Linked DNA regions of Mus musculus: region 2 is linked to region 1. A link is a contact called in public Micro-C data. All regions are on one chromosome and are shown on one strand. The core of a region is the stretch at or near the end of the contact, and the rest is flanking DNA. Distances in the headings are between cores, read along the strand shown. Region 1 overlaps Gipc2 (GIPC PDZ domain containing family, member 2). Region 2 overlaps Pigk (phosphatidylinositol glycan anchor biosynthesis, class K).

Region 1 (5,634 bases), core at 1,005-3,504:
TGAAGTCACAACATTAAGTCAGAAAGACTAGTGCTGCTGTATCTGACTAGAGAAGATGCTCGCTCGGGATGGTGTTTCTCTGGCCGAGTAACAGAGAGGAAATGCTACGTGCTGAGGGCCGTGAGCAGCAGTGGGCATTCTTGAGCAGCAGTGGGCATTCTAAGGAAGGAAAGAGGAACAATTCATCAGAAAAGGATTTCTCATTCTCCTAAGTTGTCACCTCTGAGGTGTCCTGCCTCAGTCTGCTAACCCAGTCCTGGGAGGTTCCAGCCTCCGTACACTCCACTCCAGCCTAGGATGTTTCCGGCCTCTGAGACTCGCTGCTGGATAAGGTCACCCCTTCCTAGTTCTTTCTGAACTCTGGCTGGCTGGTTCAACTCAGCTGTTGTGGCTCAAACTCCTCTCCCAGTTGACTTATTCAATCTGGTTTTCCTCTTGACCCCTGAGTTGCTCTGCATGGCCTCAACTCTAGCAATCTTTTCTACTCTGGCTCCTTCTCATTCCCGTTTTCGTTCTGTCTTCACCTGTGTCTAGCTTGTTCTCTTTTCGACCTGTCTCTTTAAAACTCCACCCCCCCACCCCCGCGCACCCCCCCCCCTTGCTCCACTCTCCCTCTCAACTCTCCTGTCCTGCTCTCTGAGAACTCTGCCATATCCTGTGCCGCACTCTCCTCTCTCTCCTGTACTGACTGTCTCTTCTCTTTCCTCTCTCTTCTTGAGAGAGTTAGGCACAGCCTACCCTGTCAAGTCTTTCTCTGATTTGTCACTTTGCTATTCAATTAGACATCATTTCCAAACACAGGTGCTTCCTTCTACAAACTAACTTTCCTTCAATGTTTGGGATTAAGGGTGTGTGTCTGCATTCCAGCCCGAGGGATTAAAGGTATGTGCTAAGGGCCAAGTCACACCCTAACTAGAAACCGCTTCAAATATCTCCTTAACACTCTTAGGGGTAGGCGCAGGTAGGAGCTGGCTTGCTGGATACCTAGGCCTATGGGAGGGAAGCCCATAACTCACCCTTACTCTTGAGGTTTCTGTCCTGGAAGGCTGAATGAAAGAATGGTGTTAACATTAGAAATGGGGGCTGGAGAGATGGCTCAACCGTTAAGGGCACTGACTGTTCGTCCAGAGGTCCTGAGTTCAATTCCCAGCAACCACATGGTGGCTCACAACCATCTGTAATGGGATCTGATGCCCTCTTCTAGTGTGTCTGAAGACATCTACAGTGGACTCATACATTAAATAAATAAATAAATAAAGCTTAAAAAAATAAATGGGCATTTGGGGTGTGGAAGGGGCTTTGGGGAAAATTCGGGGTTTTAGATCGATAATGCATTTTATCTGTCATTGACGAACATTGTTTTGGTCAAGGTTTTAAAGTGCTTACAAGGACAAAATGGGGTTGTCATTAATGTTTAATGCAGTATAACTCATTCTGTCACAATGATTCTGTGGAAGAAGATGAATGAAGGGCCAGGTTGTCTTTAATGGGGCGTAGTAAATGTTTGAGATGAATTCTAAGCAAAACTGGTCTAAATATTTTCAATGGAAGACTCAGCTGGTTACCAACATAGGGACTCTTTCTAAGCAAGCTGTAAACCCTTATTGAAAACAAAAATTTGCCAGGTATGGTGTTGCAAGCACTTGAACCACAGTACTCAGGCGGTAGAGGCAGGCAGATCTCTGACTTTGATATTAGACTGGTCTTTGTAGTGAGTACAATCCCCATCGAGAGAGAGAGAGAGAGAGAGAGAGAGATAGAAGTGCGGTTGGGGTGTAGAGTGTTTGCCTAGAATGTCCGGAGTCTTAGGTTCGGTCCCCAGTACCACATAAACCAGGACTTTAAGAATCTTCAGCCTGTAATCTCATCGTGTGCGAGCTGAATGTAGGAGGATCAGGAATTCAAGATCACCTTTGACTACAAATTAAGTTCAAGGCCAGTCTGGGCTACATGAGACCATGTCTCTAAATAAATAAATAAATAAATAAATAAATAAATAAAACAAACCAATAACCAAAAAGTTGTCAACTAGTTAAAAAAAGAAAAAGCTACAAGCACCGTATGTGCATAACACTCATGAATGCATCAGACATAATTGCTAACTCCCAGTTTAGAGCCTTGGCCCAAGGGAACGCCCTTCATGCCCAGCCCTTTGATCTGCTGCCAAGTATCCTGAGCAGCTCAGGGCTCACAGCAGTCGGAGGGAAGTTTTAGATGAATCATCCCAGGCAGGCCAGAGAGAGAAAGCGCAGAGTCACCCGGCTGGGCGGGACTGTGCAACTGCCCTCTCCTTGCTTCTGAAGTCTTTGACTTTGCAGAACTCATGGGCTGGACCGGTTTCTCCTCTGCTCTGTTCAGTCCTCTCTGCCGTTGGCTGTGGTCATCTCGCGTCTTTACCCCTGGTGGCTGGGTGTCTGCTCAGACACCACTTTTAAAGGAAGATTCTGACCCCCCCCTTCTCTCTCTCTCTCTCTCTCTCTCTCTCTCTCTCACACACACACACACACACACACACACATACTCAATGCACGTTTGTGTATGTGCATAATTAAAAATAATCGCAAGATTGTAGAGTTAACACAGCAGTTCTATAAAATGACACCCGTTGGTTTCAATGCTGTGTAAAACCACTCTCTTCCTGTGGGATAAACCGGTGGTAGGGTCTGCTCCTAGTGAACCTGGCTTGTATTTGTCAGTCCCTGAGATCTGTCTGTTCTGGGAACCCAGGGACGGCAAGCATCCCTGGATTTGCAGCTTGGAGTCTGTTGCAACGTTCTGCCAAGCTCTGTCGTCCCACTCAAGATGGAGGCAGGTTAGGGGAGGGCTGTGTTTCCCTTTCTGGGATGGAGGGGGCAGAGGCCAGAGTTCTGGGATTACATCCATCACCCTGGCTCTCCACAGCACTGTTCTTCCCCTGCAAGGCCTCCTGCTAATGGGACAGCCTCTAGAGGATCTCCTGTGTGGAGCATCTGTGAAGGCTTTGCTGCATCTCTCTGTTTTGGGGACTCTGAGTGGAACCCTATTAGGCTTATCTACTGCTACTCCCAATTGAAGGGAGCCATTATATGGCTTTATTTGAGAGGGGTGAAAATATATGCGAATGAAGACAAAGAGACAGAGACAGAGGGAGAGAGGCCTGTGCTTCTGATGTTTGGAGTGAACTTTTTGAACTTATGAAGAAGGACCTTCGCATGTTTCCCATTTTCAGAAAGAGTGTGAATGGCTTTGTTCTGGAGGGAGTGAAGAGCCTCCCTCCCCCCCTCCCCACCTCCTTCCCTCCCTCCATTTCTGCCTCCCTCCCTCCTTCCCACTCCCAGTCACCCTTCACCCTCTCTCAACCATTGGGCAGCCACAGCAGTCTGCTAGTAGGTGTAGGCTGCCCGGCCCAGAGTCCTCCATGCATTCGCTCTGTGGGAGCCTGCTCAGCCCTGTAGACAACATTCTGCTTACAGATAAGGATTTTACTCCTCAAGCTGTAGCTGCAAGCTCCGAGGATGCTGGCTTAGTTGAGAGTCTACAGTCCATGCTTTTAATCACTGCCTGTGGGCCATGGTGCACATTGACCAAAGGGCGATTGCTGTACAGGGTAAACCATTAGCCACGGCCATTAGAACATGACTGTAAGCTATGACGTTGTGTGAAAACCAAGTGTACCATGGGGGCCGTCAGATCTCAGTGGAAAGTCCCCATAGATGTCCCAAAAGGTCAGGGCAGTTGGGCTTGGTGGCTCATGTCTGTAATCACAGTACTCAAGAGGCCAAGGCAGGAAGATCATTGGAGTTTGAAGCAGGCCTGTGCTATATAATGAATTCCAGCAGCTCACCCTGAGCTGGTAAGTAAGAAGAAAAGAGAAAGAAAAGGAAAAAGAAAAAAATATGGTTAAAGGGCCAGATCATATTTTTGAGGAGTTAGAAAAAATGAAATGAGCCCATACATTCAGCTGAAATTTAATGAGAAACATATTTTAAAAATTACATCAGTTTTGAACCGTAAGAGATTAATTTCTTTTTTTCTATGTTACTAAAATACTGATTTTTTTTTCTCTTTCACTTTCTTTATAAATGGCTTCCAGCCATCTAGGATGTAACCCTTCTCTATGGTCTCTTGTGTGCTCGTAAGATTTTGTTTTGCCTTTCCTCCTGACTTCTGAAACTTAAACAGAAGTTCTAGGTGGATCCCAGGGTCTCAGGTGTGCCAGGCACAGGCTCTGAGCTATGCCTCACTCCCTGGACTCTCTTGACCGCTCAGGTAGCGTTCAGTCCCTTTGTGCCTACTGTTTGCTGAGATCCTGTTCTTTGCCCCTGCCCTCAAGTGTGGCATCATACTCCAGGCTAAGTCCTTCGTGGCATGAAGAACCGGGAGAGTGCCACTTCCTCTTGCTACTGAGGAGCCAAGCCACGTTGCTAATGCTTGTCCTGAGACACAACAGGCTTTCGAATCAGTTTTGTCTACACTGATTTCCCTGGGATTCACATCCTGGCTTTGGAGTGGGACTGGAGACGAACGCTTTTCTTCCTACCAGACAGCTAAGATTGAGTTTGTAGGCTTGCTAAAAATGCCAGCTGATCGTCACTAAAGCAATTCACGTCTGTATGAATGCTGCACTTTAATTTGAGACATAAAAATGTACATTATAGCTGGGCGTGGTGGCGCACGCCTTTAATCCCAGCACTTAGGAGGCAGAGGCAGGCGGATTTCTGAGTTCGAGGCCAGCCTGGTCTACAAAGTGAGTTCCAGGACAGCCAGGGCTATACAGAGAAACCCTGTCTTGAAAAACCAAAAATAAATAAATAAATAAATAAATAAATAAATAAAGTACATTATTTTACAATTCTCGACCTAAAAGGGCTTTTATTCATCATCAGTATCATCATTATTTGTTTTCACTCATCATTAGTCATTATTAGTGTGTATGTTGTATGCAAGGCACATTTATGGAGGGCAGAGGATGTGTTTATTTTGATCCTGTGGATGGGACTCAGGTTACTAGGCTCATGTGGCAAGCATCTTTGTCCTTTAGCTCCTAAAAGGCCTTTTCTTTTCTTTTCACACAAACCAGAATGTGTGAAATCTTCCCTCCCCAGCTTGCTTCATTCCTTCCTTCAGGTCTCATGTAGCCAGGGTTGGCCTTGAACTCAGATCTTCCTGCCTCTGGCTCCTGAGTGTAACTGCCACCACACCTAACTGGACTTCTTTCTTATATAATCACAACGTTAAGGAACACATGTGAGTTCTTTCATTAAAAAGAAGAGCCTGGTTTGTGAAATGACCATGACTGTAATACTTTTTCCAATCTCCTAGGGCCACCCACTTGCCTTCGTTTTTTTTTTTTTCTTCAACTCTTACAAAGTTGCTCCAAAGCACTTAACCTAATTTTTTGGGTAATTATAGCTCCCCGTGTCATCAGCTCGTGTTCTTTAAAATTAAATCACATAATTAGAGTGACAGACATCACAGCTATGAGAAGGTTTGGGAGAAACACAGCTGTCTCTCGGTGACACTCGGTTCACTGCAGAGGCAGCCAGCAGTGATGGGGTGTTCTATGTTCTCAGTGATGGTGGCAGGCAGCTATCCAATGAGAGAGGAGAATCCTTATGTGTGAGTGTAGTGGCCTTACAGGTTGAGGCTGGCTAC
Region 2 (5,634 bases), core at 2,318-4,817, 630 kb before region 1:
AACATTTAAAAAGGGAGCAGTGGCCACCTCCCGAGGGGGCTGTCGCCATTTGTTTCCTTCTGCTCTTTGCCACCTGATTCAGAACTCAGACAGACAGACAGGAAGCACCTGGCACACAGGTTTTCTTGGGAATTTCACACATACATGCAGAGCTGTAACTGGTGAGCATGAATGTGTGTACATATCCTGCTGATGTGCATATTACACACATAAGCATGTACCATACTCAAGCAATGGAGGGAACAACTGGAAGGAAAGATCACCTAATCCCAGGCATGAGGCGAGCACAGCTGACACACTGGGGCACACCGGGGGATGTGTGGTCCCACAGTCCATCAGAGGGGAAGGTACCGTGGCTGACCAGCTCCATCCATGGTGGTAGGGGCTTGTGACATATTCACATCTCTGTGCTTGAGAACCTGAAAGCTCTGGGGAGATCAAAATCCTGCCATTGCTCTCACAGTCCACCCACCCCAGAGTGCTGCTTCCATTAGCTCGGCCACAGTCCCACTGGCTCCGAGGCCTCTCAGTGCAGCTGGGAACCACGTGGCCTAACAAGGGAGCCTTAGGATGACACTTCACCCCAACCCTCCTCGGCTCCTGGCTCTGGCTTCCTGTCTCCACTTCTTCACACCTCCACGATGGGGACAAGCCAACCACAAGCCGCTTCCACGAGCAGGAGAATCCCTCCAGCCACTATGCCTTCCTTACAAAGATGGACTGTCCCTTCCAGAACTGCAGTCCCCTGAAGACACTTGTCATGTAGCTGTATCCTTGCACCAAGGAAACTCACTGAGAGGCAGGGTTACTGCTGTGCTGCTCCTGACTGTGACAGTGAGCAGGAATCTGGAGCTGTGGACTAGAGAAGGCCCACGGTGCTGCAGGCAGACCTTAGCGGGCCATCTGCCAACAGAAGTGTGGGCAGCAAAGTCTGGATTCATCAGGTCTCAGAGGACACCAGGAACGGGACAGGAGATCTTCCATCTGTATTCTGGCAAAGAAGCTGGCTACACTTTGCCTATGCTCTGAAACTCTGCATGACTCTGAATTCAAACATAATGAACTAATTTAGTGTCACACAGTTATAACTTCAGCTGCTCAGGAAGCTGAAGCAGGGATATCCTGAGTTTGAGGGCAGCCTGCGTTACACTGTGACTCTCTCTTTCAAACACACTGGGAAGTGGGGGTTACAGCTACCTGACACTAGACATAATGGTGACATAACATTAGATCTTAAAAGTCAACCCAAAGCCAATGGGAGGGCTCTTGAGTGCCCATAACCACCTGGTACAAGGGATGGAACCAACTCCACAAGCTCTTCTCTGACCTCCACATGCACAAGCACACACACACAAGTGTGCACACACATATGCATGCAAGTACACACATGCACTAAATACATGGAAAAGCTCCAAGTCATCACTCAAGCTACACAGTAACTGAGCTTTTCTTTCACAAAACTCTGTCCAGTGAAATAACAAATATAAAATTCAGATGGCAGGAGAAATGATTAGGACAAGTTAAAAATCATATAAAATAACTACACATCTCCCACAAGAAATTTTGATATTAGTTTATCTTGGAAAAAGAGGTCATTTGTTTGGGGCTGGGTGTGTAGCCCAGGGTAGAGCAACTGCCCGGTGTGCATAAACCCTGGTTCAGCCCCGACACTGCAGGAGAAAAAGGGAGAAGTCAGAAAATAAAGTGAAGAGTTACTTGCTAATTACCGTCTCTTCTGCCACATCTGTTCAAACGCATCTGCAAGTTCTATGTTGGTGATTTCTTCAGAATCTTGGAATTTCAAGAAACCATTCCCTCCATGACCTTACAGAAAGCCAAAAAGACAACGCTGACATATTCCCTAATACATATAGAAACACACAGTACAAACACTTACATATTCCCTAATGTACACAGAACCTCATACATTACAAACGCTTACATATTCCCTAATGTACACAGAACCATATACAGTACAAATGCTGACATATTCCCTAATACATATAGAAACACACACAGTACAAACACTTACATATTCCCTAATGTACACAGAACCTCATACATTACAAACGCTTACATATTCCCTAATGTACACAGAACCATATACAGTACAAATGCTGACATATTCCCTAATGCACATATAAACACACACAGTACAAACACTGACATATTCCCTAATGCACACAGAACCATAAACAGTACAAACACTGACATATTCCCTAATGCACACAGAACCATATACAGTACAAACACTGACATATTCCCTAATGCACACAGAACCATATACAGTACAAACACATCCAGATATACACACTTAGATTATTTCCTGTGATGCTTTAATAATACTTTCTTACCTAAAGTATGGGCTCAAAAGCAAATTTAATTTTCCATACCAACTTAAAACAGAATTCATAAGAACAGTACATATTATTTCTTTAAGAGTTTTTCTATCACTTGGTGAGAAAGCAGCTAAAGCACTGAGTAGTCCCTGGTGCGTGCTCACTCCAGGTTTACTCTGCTATTATTACTAGGAAGTGTGGCTCTCACTAACACCTGGTGGTTTATCCCTGACTATTGAACAGAGTCCATTCGCTGGCCAGGGGGTGGTGATATGGACCAGCCAGTGTGTGTGGATGGGAACCCTCGATGTGCCATGTGCAGGCTCTGCTACTTTAGTAAATAACTTAATCTCTGCCCCATTCTGCTTAGCCACACAGTGAGGGCACTGGTGGCTCCCACAGCCCACATGCAGACTTGAAAAGCAGCTGCCTCTGAACAGTGAAAGAGGGAAAGCCGATTGTAGTGACACGAGTGGCTCTGAACAGTGAAGGAGGGAAGCCGATTGTAGTGACACGAGTGGCTAGTGACTAAGCCTTTGTGGGGAAAAGGGTATTTCTCCTTCCCATGAGACATCCTGCAGCAAGGCATACAAATCAGTCAAAACACACTAGATGCCAGCTCCCACTTAACACCAGGCCAAGTGCTGTGCATATGGTAAGACCTGCATGACCATACATGGCGGCTCTGGATGTCAACACCAAATTCACCAGGCTGCCTAAGGATGAAACTCATTGCCAGAGGCAGTAATTTAAGGCAGCTCACAGTATACAGAAAGCCTCAAAAGTATTGGCTCTTATTTTACTATCATGATTATCAGCTATTCCACTGTGTTGCAGGCTCTCTAACACAGACTCTATATTAGAACTGCTGGAATTTCCTTCCTGTCTGGAGTTATTTTCAAACTGTTTCAATGGCAACAAACCAAGAAAAAAATGTAAAATATATAAATCCTATATTTTAGTACATTAACTGAAACTAACCTAGAAATTATAACATCCAGAAAATATGTTCACCATACAGCTTCACAGACCCCACCCCAGACCAAAACAAAGAAATTTAGGCTAAGACTCAGCATTTACTCAAGGAGTTACTGAGTAAATCCTTCAAAAGTAGAATTTGGGAGTGTGCGGCAGAGAAGGGCAGATCTGCAGTTCTATTATGTGCTGAGAAGGACGACCCAAGGGGGACAAAAGCCAGAGCGGGTGTGGCAGGAGCGGACTCTGGAAAGATGACAAAGAGATAGTGAAGACAAGTAAACAGATGACACACACGCACTGCCCTCATCCAAATGGGGGCCAGGAGGGCTGCAGACGGAGGCACATCTGTTCCACAGTTGATATTTTAAGGCTAGGACAGATCTAAACGTGAAATTAATTTGTGTTTCTTATGCACAGAGTCTGAAGGAAATTTTGCCCCTTTTCAGTGCCTGCATTTGGACCACCACCTGTCACATGAAGTCAAATATTTGTACGGGTTGGCAACAATTGTAGATTCTGGAATAAGGATCCTCAACCTATGTCCCCTTTTACATGTCATTTCAGGTATACACACACTCGAGCACGCGTGCACACACACACACACACATACACACACACACACACACACACACACACACACACACATGCACATGACTTTAACCAAAGGTCACTCTGTTACTTTAGCATCTGTTTACCGGGTTCCATTTGATCATGTTTCAATATAATCTACTAGAACTCTTTAAACTCTGAAATACCTGTCATATAAATGAGGATATTGCTTCTGTCGTCGGAAAGAAGACGCTTTGAGCGAGGGGTACTGGGTGGAACCCTCCCGGTCAATACCCTTAAAAAGTTCTCCACAGTTACCTAGAAGAAAGAAGATTTCAGATGAAATCGAACCTGAAGATATTCAAAATAGTCTTCCTAGCTATATATTACTCAGCGTAATTTGAAAATAAAACAGAAAGCAAATTATAGTGCAAGTAAAAACTAGATTACTAAAGCTAAGCATACACTTCCGAGTGCCTCAGCCTGCAGCGGGGTGTGTGCCTGTGACCCAGCATGGGGGGGGGTGCTGGGGGGAGACTGAGGCAAGAGAAGGGAACCCCAAGGCCAGACTGGGCTATACAGCAAGACATAATGGGAAGAAACGCCTTAGGACTAAACACTAACAAGGAAAAGCTATGTTGGAGCAAAATAATTTAATTCTCAATTTAGAATTTTAAATACTATATGTTAAAAATTGATCTCAAAGTTTCCTGACTTATTTATACAAGTAATTCTTTGGGAGGACACAAAATACAAACACTTGTAAATAACTAGTTACATCATACAGCTAATTTGTGCCACTACTCAGTCAATGACAGATTAGTCACACAAGAGGACATGGCATGCCACTACCACCACCACCACCACCTGCCAAATATGTATCTTTAAATTTGGATGAATTGTGTCACTTAGACTTCTATCAGATTATCTTCAACTTATAAAACACATTTTACACAGATCGTCCCAATTTGAAATTTCCAGGCATCTGGGATTCTTCAAAGGCATGTTTAACGTTGTAGGGAAAAAATAAATTTAAAGTTAACAGTTGAGTCATATATCATCCATAATTTAAAATTTAATTAAAAAGCAGAAAATCCATTCAGCTTTTCCAACAGATTGTTTTCCCTGGACCATGAGTGGAAGATGTGCATGAACATATGTGTACAAGCTGTTTACATGTATGAACACATGTGCATAAGCTGTTCAGAGCACAGCAAAATACTGAGGGTTTTAACAGGATCTCTTATTGGCTCACAAGGTAGGGAATGTTTTTACTCTTTCAAATGACCAAATGAGAAGTCGAACATTCATTCATAACAATCTGCAGAACTTTTCTGGGCAGCTGTAACTTGAGTACTCTCTAGCTGTAAGACACACAGAAACAGGACAAGTCCTTAAAGGGGCTGACAGCCCGGGTCAGGCTGCTCTGACAACTGATGTGGGAGCTCTGCAGACATGAGACCGCCTCCCACCCTCAGGGGGCTTGGTGAGAAGGAAGCAGGATCTAAGACGGCTTCAAATCCCAAACAGACTTGAACTTAAAAACTAAGTTTCTAAGGAAGAAGATATGGCACAATACCACTCCTGGCGAGCATGTTACTTCTAACTGGGTGACTAGAACACGGTGGGAGCTTACTTAAGGTGGTCTCATGTCAAACAGATGGGCCTAACCTTAACCCTGCGGCACAACCTGTCATCTATAAAGTAACTCCTGAGAACCATGCAATTGAGTTTTAAAAACAAAACAAAACAAAAACATGGCAGCAGA

Evidence for each region. A called contact is a pair of places that touch in the nucleus more often than the background predicts.
Region 2: a Micro-C map of brown adipocytes shows a contact between it and region 1, with 4 times the contacts expected there. The contact joins two enhancer-like sites. A contact is called at or near these places in 1 of 15 datasets of contacts at CTCF or cohesin (the NIH/3T3 cell line), 28 of 484 Hi-C or Micro-C datasets (the Ba/F3 cell line, the C2C12 cell line, CD8 T cells and 21 more), 2 of 115 datasets of contacts at active chromatin or transcription factors (astrocytes and large pre-B cells) and 3 of 9 other capture datasets (adipose tissue, embryonic stem cells and liver).

Annotation. Positions count from the first base shown.
Region 1 is chr3:152,111,596-152,117,229 of GRCm38.p6, reverse strand. The region is part of intron 3 of Gipc2 (GIPC PDZ domain containing family, member 2); the gene reads left to right. Among named protein-coding and RNA genes, the nearest start is that of Gm40179, 7.3 kb to the right of the region's middle. Within about 2 kb of position 2,254, at least 168 of the 459 cell types and tissues checked have an H3K27ac peak or open chromatin away from gene starts, as enhancers often do. A contact at or near this core is called in the N1E-115 cell line, adipose tissue, brown adipocytes and 1 more, where this site is marked.
Region 2 is chr3:152,738,679-152,744,312 of GRCm38.p6, reverse strand. It overlaps Pigk (phosphatidylinositol glycan anchor biosynthesis, class K), which reads right to left. Exons shown (of 11, transcript NM_025662.5): 5 at 4,073-4,184; 6 at 1,728-1,824. Among named protein-coding and RNA genes, the nearest start is that of Gm40181, 15 kb to the left of the region's middle. Within about 2 kb of position 3,567, at least 15 of the 459 cell types and tissues checked have an H3K27ac peak or open chromatin away from gene starts, as enhancers often do. A contact at or near this core is called in the N1E-115 cell line, adipose tissue, brown adipocytes and 1 more, where this site is marked.